Regions from separate parts of the Mus musculus genome. Here region 1 is linked to region 2. The links are chromatin contacts, called in public HiChIP or PLAC-seq maps. All regions are on one chromosome and are shown on one strand. Each heading gives the region's core, a stretch centred on a gene start, on an enhancer-like site or on the middle of the called end of the contact. The rest is flanking DNA. Distances are from core to core; before and after follow the strand shown. Region 1 overlaps Rora (RAR-related orphan receptor alpha). Region 2 overlaps Rora (RAR-related orphan receptor alpha).

Region 1 (3,721 bases), core at 759-3,258, 310 kb after region 2:
CTCCAAATGACCAGACACCCTGTCTCTGATTCCAATAACCAGACACCCTGCCTTTTGTGTAGAGTGAGTTTTCATCTGGAAACGCCAGTAAAGTTGGACTCTGAGTGGTGTGGAGGCAGACAACACTCCAACTGACTCTGGCCCTGGGAGGTGGTTGTGCAATATACCTACCCCATTGCTTGGGGCAGCTTCAATGCTGTGGGCTACTCAGACAGTGGTGACCATGACATATGTAGTCTGTGTCCTTGGTGAGTGTATGCTGTGGTGGGTAATGTTTGAGTAAACATGCCAGCTGCCTTCATATAGGTAACTCCAGCAGCACAACCAGTCTGACAGAAGTAGGATGGCTTGGTGGATGAGCAAAAAGAGAGCTCAGTCACAGGCTTTCCCCAAACCTTGCTAAACGCCCTGCAGCAGGCCTAGAACGGATCTCAGAGGCTCTCTGGTCTCTCAGCACCCAGTATTGTCAGTATATTAGACAGGATGGAACTTTCAAGGTATACAGGCTCTTAGGGATTAGAGAGCTGGAGCTTTTAAAACTTCACACTGCTTACAGAGGACCTGAGTTTTAGTCACAGTGCTCATGCCAGGCCAATCAACCCAATCCAACACGCTCTACTGGCCTCCTGTACTCATGTGCACATACCCCCCACACACATACACACACACACACACACACACACACACACACACACACAGACATGTACTTAAAAGTCAAATTTTAAACAATATATGTGTATTTGTGTGTGCGTGTTCTATTTGAGATTCTGGTGATTTTGGTCTGATGGCCTTGGTGGATCGCATGTGCTGGTAAATTGTAAGCTGCATAGATGATTCTGATTGAGAAATCGCTTAAGTTCAACACCTTTATTTGATGCATGAGTCATCTGGGCCCCCAGTTGCCACACGGTGTTGAGGAGTGGAAAGCCCCAGCCTGCGTGTGGAGGGAAGCGGATGAAGGCATGGGCTCTAGTCTGGATCTGCTGCATGGTAACTGGCAGGTTTTCTTCGCTTGCCTTCTTGCCCTGTTTGTAAAATTAGAAGGTTGTGATTGACAGCTGCCAAGGTCTTTTCCAGAGTTCATGTTTCTATAAGAAAAAAAAATGTTTCCGTTACAGTTGAAAGGTGGGCTGGGGTCTCTCGTTCAAGATGTAGGAAAGGCACACAGAAGCCTGCTGACTTCTTTACTCCCTGTCCCCAACTATAACTGCTTAAGATACTTCAGTCGGCTAACCAGCTCCTTTTGGAAGTGAAAATTCTAAGGTAGAAAGAGGTAATTACTAATGCCAGCTATTTAAATACATTTTAAAACAAGAAGGCTTTCATTAATATTAACAAATATGCCTAAACTTAGTTCTGGCAAATTACAGCCCTGCTTTATCAAGTTCTAGCCCAAAGCCTTTTCCATTTTTGATGGTTGAGTTGAAACCTAGGAGTGGGGTATTAACTGAAAAATGAAGACCACCAAACAGCCTAAACCACTGTATTCCACCGTGATTGTATTCCCAACGGCACACTAAAGCCCCAGATCCCTAAGAGATGTAGTACACCCCCCCATTTCTCCCCAGTGATTAGCAGGCAGAAATGCTGTGCCTCCTGGGCCACCTGCTTAAAAACAAACAAACAAACAAACAAAACAACAACAGCAAACAGAACCAGAAGGAAACATGGAGATCTGTCCCTACTTCATCTGAAGCCAGAAATCCAAAAGAACTTGAGTTTTATTACAATGTTGATCGAAGGAGAAGGGTCTGTTAGACACCAGTTTCCTGTGATGTAAGTGAGGGTTGGGGTGAGGGGATGATATTTGACATTTCCAGAAGTGATTAAACAAAGTTTGGAAAGAAAAATCTGATGGGAGTCAGCACGTGAAATTAGAGTTGTATCTTCAACAGCTCCTTTAAAGACTGAGCACATTGCCTGTTTCTGGTTGGGTAGAAATTTAAAGGGAAAGCCAGGCTTCTATCCAGCAGAATCGTCTTAACAGAAGTTTCCTGTTTCCACCACTGCAGAGAAACAAAGTTGTTACAATGAGTTAAGATGGTTCAAACTTTTGGCAGCCTCTCCGCAGGCCCCTGCCGCCGCCGCCAACTCTTTTACAGTTTCTGTGTCGTTTCAAATGGTTGCTTAGGAGAAATACTGACCAAACTCCTCCTTTTGACTACTAAAATGGCTCAGAGAGTTTCTCGGGATGTTTTTATTTGCTAGAAATTTGTTTTGCAGTTAAGCTTCTCTTGTTGAGGGAGTTTGGTTACCAGCCATCTGACGATGCCTCGCCTCGGGGTGTTTACAGAAAACGTGGGTGCTGCAATTACATTGGAGCACAGCCCTCCCCCACCACAGATAGCATAGTAATCAACAGGAATGGGAAAACATGTATTTAAGGATTTGATGCTTGTAAAAAAGGGGCTGTAAAGGAACATGGTTGTTCAGATGTGAGAAGTGACTGGCGGCTCTCCTTATAGGCATGCTAGTAACAATAAAGTCTCCAAGTTCAACATCAAAGTCATCACGGTTTACTCCACCAGTGACTTGCACATCAAAGGGGAGCTTAAGACAAAGGGAGGAATGCTTTACCTCATGGCCAGATCCTTTAGGGGAGTGGGGGGTGGGGGGATGTGGCTTGCAGTTCCTCACTTCCTAAGGCAGGGCAAATGAGAACCAATTTCCCTCCTACCACTTGCCATTTACTTAGGAAAGATTCCTCACAGGAGAGATCGGATCCTCTTCCTTCAGGCAGCAAACTCGGTACCAAGGTGGGCATCTCAAACTTCACCTAATATGCCACATGAAATCCCCCACCAAATAGGACAGTTTAAACTGGGTGAGCTTGTAGTTGGTTGGTGAATTACCCTTGACAACATAATTTGGGACCTCGGTTTGCAATCTCTCTTCTCTCCTCCTCCTCCTCCTCCTCCTCCTCCTCCTCCTCCTCCTCCTCCTCCTCCTCCTCCTCCTCTCCTTCTCTCTCTCTCTCACTCTCTCATTAACCTTGTGGGTGGAGTCTTGCTGAATCAGACATGTGGTACTTAACAGGTGTGTGTATGTGTGTGTGTGTGTGTGTGTGTGAGAGAGAGAGAGAGAGAGAGAGAGAATGAAATTTAGACCTGTTAAACCAGCTCTTAATTAATCACCGGGTCTATGTCCCTGTTCCCCAACTCATGTCATGTATATTCCAAAATGCTGAGCTTAGAACAAGAGTCAGGAGCTGAAGACACACACACACACCCCTTGAATATTACATTGAAAATAAAACCAGCCATGCAAGTATTAGGGATGGTTTGAAATGATACGCTCTTTCTCTCCCCCCACCCCCTTGCCTTTGAAATGTGAGATTCTTTTATAGTTGAGCTTCAGTAATTTACTCATTTTTAAATGCTATTGAAAAATAGTAAGTAGTGCCCAGTGCAGTCATTAATAAATACAAAGCAGCCTTCTCTGGGCTCTGGGGAAACTTAATCAACACACAGTGTTACTAATTGATGCCATACTGAGCCTGCAGAAGCAACGGATCAGTAAACAGAAGTTAGAAAGCAAGAAGTTAGGGAACTGTAGGGATTATGTCGACATCAAGGGCTGGGAATTATAATAAGGCCTCTCTAGGGGGGTATTCATTTGCATGACGCTGAATTAGGACACCCGATTAAAGAATGCACCCCAAGTACTCATGGTGTGAAAGGTTTAAAGGAGGAATTGCAGGCAGGGGCCGAACTAGTCTCTT
Region 2 (3,844 bases), core at 549-3,048:
CTAGAGAACGCTTGGCTGTGACTGATTGTATTAGGTGTGGTACGCTACTTATTCTCACTGATCCCTGTCGAAGGTGAGGGGCATTTCCCACTTTTAACTGTAACAATCCAAAATGTCTTCAAATACTTGCCACTCTGGGGTGGTGGGAAACGGGGTACAAATTGCCCCTGATTGAGAATCATTGTTTCTAGGCTGCAAATAAAATTCCTCATCTGGTAAACGGTGATGTTTATAACAAAACTGGTCTTGTCCTGTTTGCTGGCTTGCTCCACACCACTATGGCCACAGAGAGCCGGTAGAGGTGGGACTGACAGGAAAGGGTACCGCCTGTGATTACTGTCCATGGCATCTCGCTGGGCATAGTTCCGGACACACACACAGAAAGACAATGCTGAACGCCACAGTTAAGTGTCAGGAGTCTGTAAGTGGTGGGTGGGGAGAGAATTACATTTCTTTTGAGATAGTCTGGTTGGAAGCCAATAAAGTGATGAATTATTGAATGGGCTCCCTTTTAAAAAAAATAAACATATTTTTCCTTTTTCTTTTTCATCTGTCCTGTGGCGAACAAGAGGAAGCAGGTGAACAGTTTACAAAGAGTTTCAAATGCTAACTCCCTCTGGTGTGCGACCCCCTAGCTTGATGTGTTATTTCCTTCTTGAGTGGTTTTTAAATGCAACTGTTGTTCAGAGAAAGAGTTACCCTCTTTTCCAACACTTTCTTTTTCATTCTCTTTTTATGGTGTTTATGCGGTAAACGAAAGCCTGGGGGACTGTTAACAATGGCCTGAAGTGCCAGGGTGGCTATGCTGTGTTTTGAATGACTCAGATGCGAGACTGCCAGTCCAGTAGAGTGAGCCCCATCTTATCTTACTATGTGATGGGGCTGAGTTTTAGTGGGTGAAAGCAATGTGTGTTCTGATGGGCGCAGAGGGTATTTCAAAAAAGCATAGTTGATTTTAAACAAAAGGCTTTAAGAGCCAAGCTGTCATCTCTAGGGAAGTCCACCTCTCCAGCAGTGGTGGGTGGGTGAGCCCTGGCTCAGGACTACAGAAGGGGTGGGTATATAGCTTTGGAGGCCATGAGAACAGGTCTGAGGGTCTCATTGGGAAGACAGGAAGGGGTAGCCACAAAACCTCACATTAAAATAAAACAAAACAAAACAAAAAAACCCTAAGAAAATGAAAACTCAGCCCCATGGACAAACCTATATCTGACCCATTTTATCTTTCTATTTCCTAACTTCAAAATTTATAAAAGTCACACAATTTGGGGTGTGTATGTGCATGTGTGTGTGCGTGTGTGTGTGTGTGTGTGTGTGTGTGCACTCTCGTGCGTGCATGCTCCATACACTCTCCATACCCTATCTACTTTGCCAGAGTGTTGAGCCAACCTACAGCAAACCCAGAAACTAAGAGCTAACACTAGATTAGTTCAAATGAAGTTGCTAAGATTCAATGACTCGTTTTGTAACTTACACAAACAACTCAGATCCCTGCTTAGAAACCAGGACAGAGGGTGGCCCAGTGAAGGACACAGTGACAATCCAGTGCCAAGGGGAAGCTGGCAGGGGGAAGGACATTCAGAGACTTGAAACTCAGTGGGGTTGGAGCTTAGTGGGGTCTCAAAAGTATCTAAGGAACCAGAGGATAAACCAAGCTGTGGTTGGTCTGAAGGAAGAGATTAAATCCTTTTTATATCTTCTTCTAAAAGTGATTCTGGGTGCAACTGCCTCACGGGGAAGAGGAGAAGGGTAGATCATGTCTTCAAACACACTCACATGTCACCCTCTAGCACCCCAGCTGCCATGCCTGCAGAGGAGTCAGCCTTTGTGCACGCTTTGAGAAGGAATGTTTTGAAGGGGCACATAGAGAGGGAAGGCTGGGGCTTGCCTTCTTTCAAAACAGACAGTAAAGTTGTCCTTTTAATAGAAAGGGGTTTCTAGATCACTAACGCAAACCCCCGTTCTGCCAGCATATCTGAAACTGATCCTACTGCCAGGATCACATCTGAAGATCACCCGTATTGCCTCATGTCCCTTTTAAGGGGACATTCATCTTGTGCAAAAAGAACAATCGCAAAACCTGTTTTAGGTGTTTGGGGAGGGAGAAGGTTTGAAATCATGGTAAGTGTCACAGTGGTATAAGAAGGGGAGCCTGCACTGGTTGTGTCTACAGTTTAGTTGTCCTTTGTGGTCTCTTGCTTTTCCTTCTCCAAACAGCAGCAGCCTCTAACATTTCCAAACATTTGCTGTGCTCCTGGGGGTGTCCTAAAACTCACACGCTTCCCAACAACTCCATAATGCACACACTACTACAATCATTTCTATTCTACTGAAGAAGGAGCTGGGGTTCTGAAATGTGGGGTGGCAGGGCTTCCCAAGGCCACCTTACTAGTGACTAGCAAAACAACATTGACCAGAGCAGTGTGGGCCCCAGGACCCTTGTTCTTGATCAGGGAACTTAACTGCCTCCCTGCAGAGACGCATGCAATCGTTTGAGGCTCTAGTTTTATGGAGATGAAGTATACACTTCTTACACATGGACACAACTTGAGCCTGTCACATCAAAACTGGGCCTCTATTGAGGCATTGGGAAGCTAAGAAGGTGAAGACCAGTGGAATGACTCCAAGAGCTACTGGGCCATTGATGTCTTAGCCTCAAACCCATAGGAGGCACTGCATGCATTATGCCTGCATGCAGACACTCCATCGATGGGTCTGGAGTTTAAATTCATACACTGAGAAATAATGATTGTAGAAACAAATACAAAGCAGGGGTACCTGGTGGGAGAGCTATGCAGTGGAATATTCTTCGAGCCAATCTGCTGACTTAGGGAAAGGGCATGATCTCTGGATACAAGTTACTCCATAGGGAAAACTGAGCACAGTAGGTCACCATGGTAACATGACCTCCGCTGAGTCCCTGTCTTTGGGGGTTTAAGTTCACAGACAGAGGGTGAACATCAGCAGAAAGCTGCAACATCGTGGAGAAAGTAATGCAAGCGCCAGTTCCGGAAACAGTCTGACTTCAGGGAAGGTCTTGACTTAGTGACCAGATGACCAACAGATCCCTGACACACCGAGGGGGTTGGAACATATGTCTGGGCTCTGAGCTCTGAGTCACAGCAGCCACCCACAAGGTGACAAGGTGTCTACAGCATTTACCTAAGAGCCCAGCAAGGGGGAATTAACTCCATTCCCTTCACATTAGAAAAGTCTATTCATTTAACATAGCCTTCCACCCACTTGATTCTTCCCCAGCCCAAACTCACTTCAGCTTTAGTGTGTGTGTTTTCAACGTGTGTGTACTAGGAAAAGATGTTTGAAGTGGGGTGTTTGACACGTTTCGTTTTCCTTGAATAGAAATGAATACAAATCATATCTCATTAGAGCACGGCTGGTGTATGATTTAGGCAATTTTACCATTATCTGCAAAGAGAAGAAATCATGGCTACATTCAGACATAATTCTGTAGCATAAAAGTGAATGCTGCCTTTATTACTCTGGCTGCTGGCTTTTTCTTTATTTATTTTACTTATGCTTCTGAAGTAGCAAGCACCAGGAACTCAGAGAAGGCCGTCTCCAACGGCTGGTGGAGTTTTCAACCCTGGAGTGCGTTCATGATTTTTTACAGTAACCTTTGGTGTTTTCATTCAATTTCATTCATACCCAGTTATTCCTCTCTTTAGAAGATTTCTATTTGTGTGTTTATGTGCATATCTTTGTAGGAGTGTGTGCAAATGAAAATACAGTGACCACAGAGGCCAGAAAGGGGCATCTGACCTCCTGGAACTGGACTAGCATGCATTTGTGAGCCACTGTGTGAGACTGGTTCTCTGCAAGGGCA

The links. HiChIP or PLAC-seq counts read pairs in DNA pulled down with a chosen protein or histone mark.
Region 1: an H3K4me3 HiChIP or PLAC-seq map of the SCID.adh cell line shows a contact between it and region 2, with 9 read pairs. The contact joins two enhancer-like sites. A contact is called at or near these places in 2 of 484 Hi-C or Micro-C datasets (cranial neural crest and muscle stem cells) and 18 of 115 datasets of contacts at active chromatin or transcription factors (the SCID.adh cell line, bone marrow-derived macrophages, craniofacial prominence and 13 more).

The regions. Positions count from the first base shown.
Region 1 is chr9:69,299,568-69,303,288 of GRCm38.p6, forward strand. The region is part of intron 2 of Rora (RAR-related orphan receptor alpha); the gene reads left to right. It overlaps Gm46153 (a long non-coding RNA gene), which reads right to left. Exons shown (of 2, transcript XR_001779364.2): 2 at 853-1,088. Among named protein-coding and RNA genes, the nearest start is that of Gm46153, 4.1 kb to the right of the region's middle. Within about 2 kb of position 2,009, at least 66 of the 459 cell types and tissues checked have an H3K27ac peak or open chromatin away from gene starts, as enhancers often do. A contact at or near this core is called in the SCID.adh cell line, where this site is marked.
Region 2 is chr9:68,992,448-68,996,291 of GRCm38.p6, forward strand. All of the region lies in intron 1 of Rora (RAR-related orphan receptor alpha), which reads left to right. Among named protein-coding and RNA genes, the nearest start is that of Gm31262, 170 kb to the left of the region's middle. Within about 2 kb of position 1,799, at least 4 of the 459 cell types and tissues checked have an H3K27ac peak or open chromatin away from gene starts, as enhancers often do. A contact at or near this core is called in the SCID.adh cell line, where this site is marked.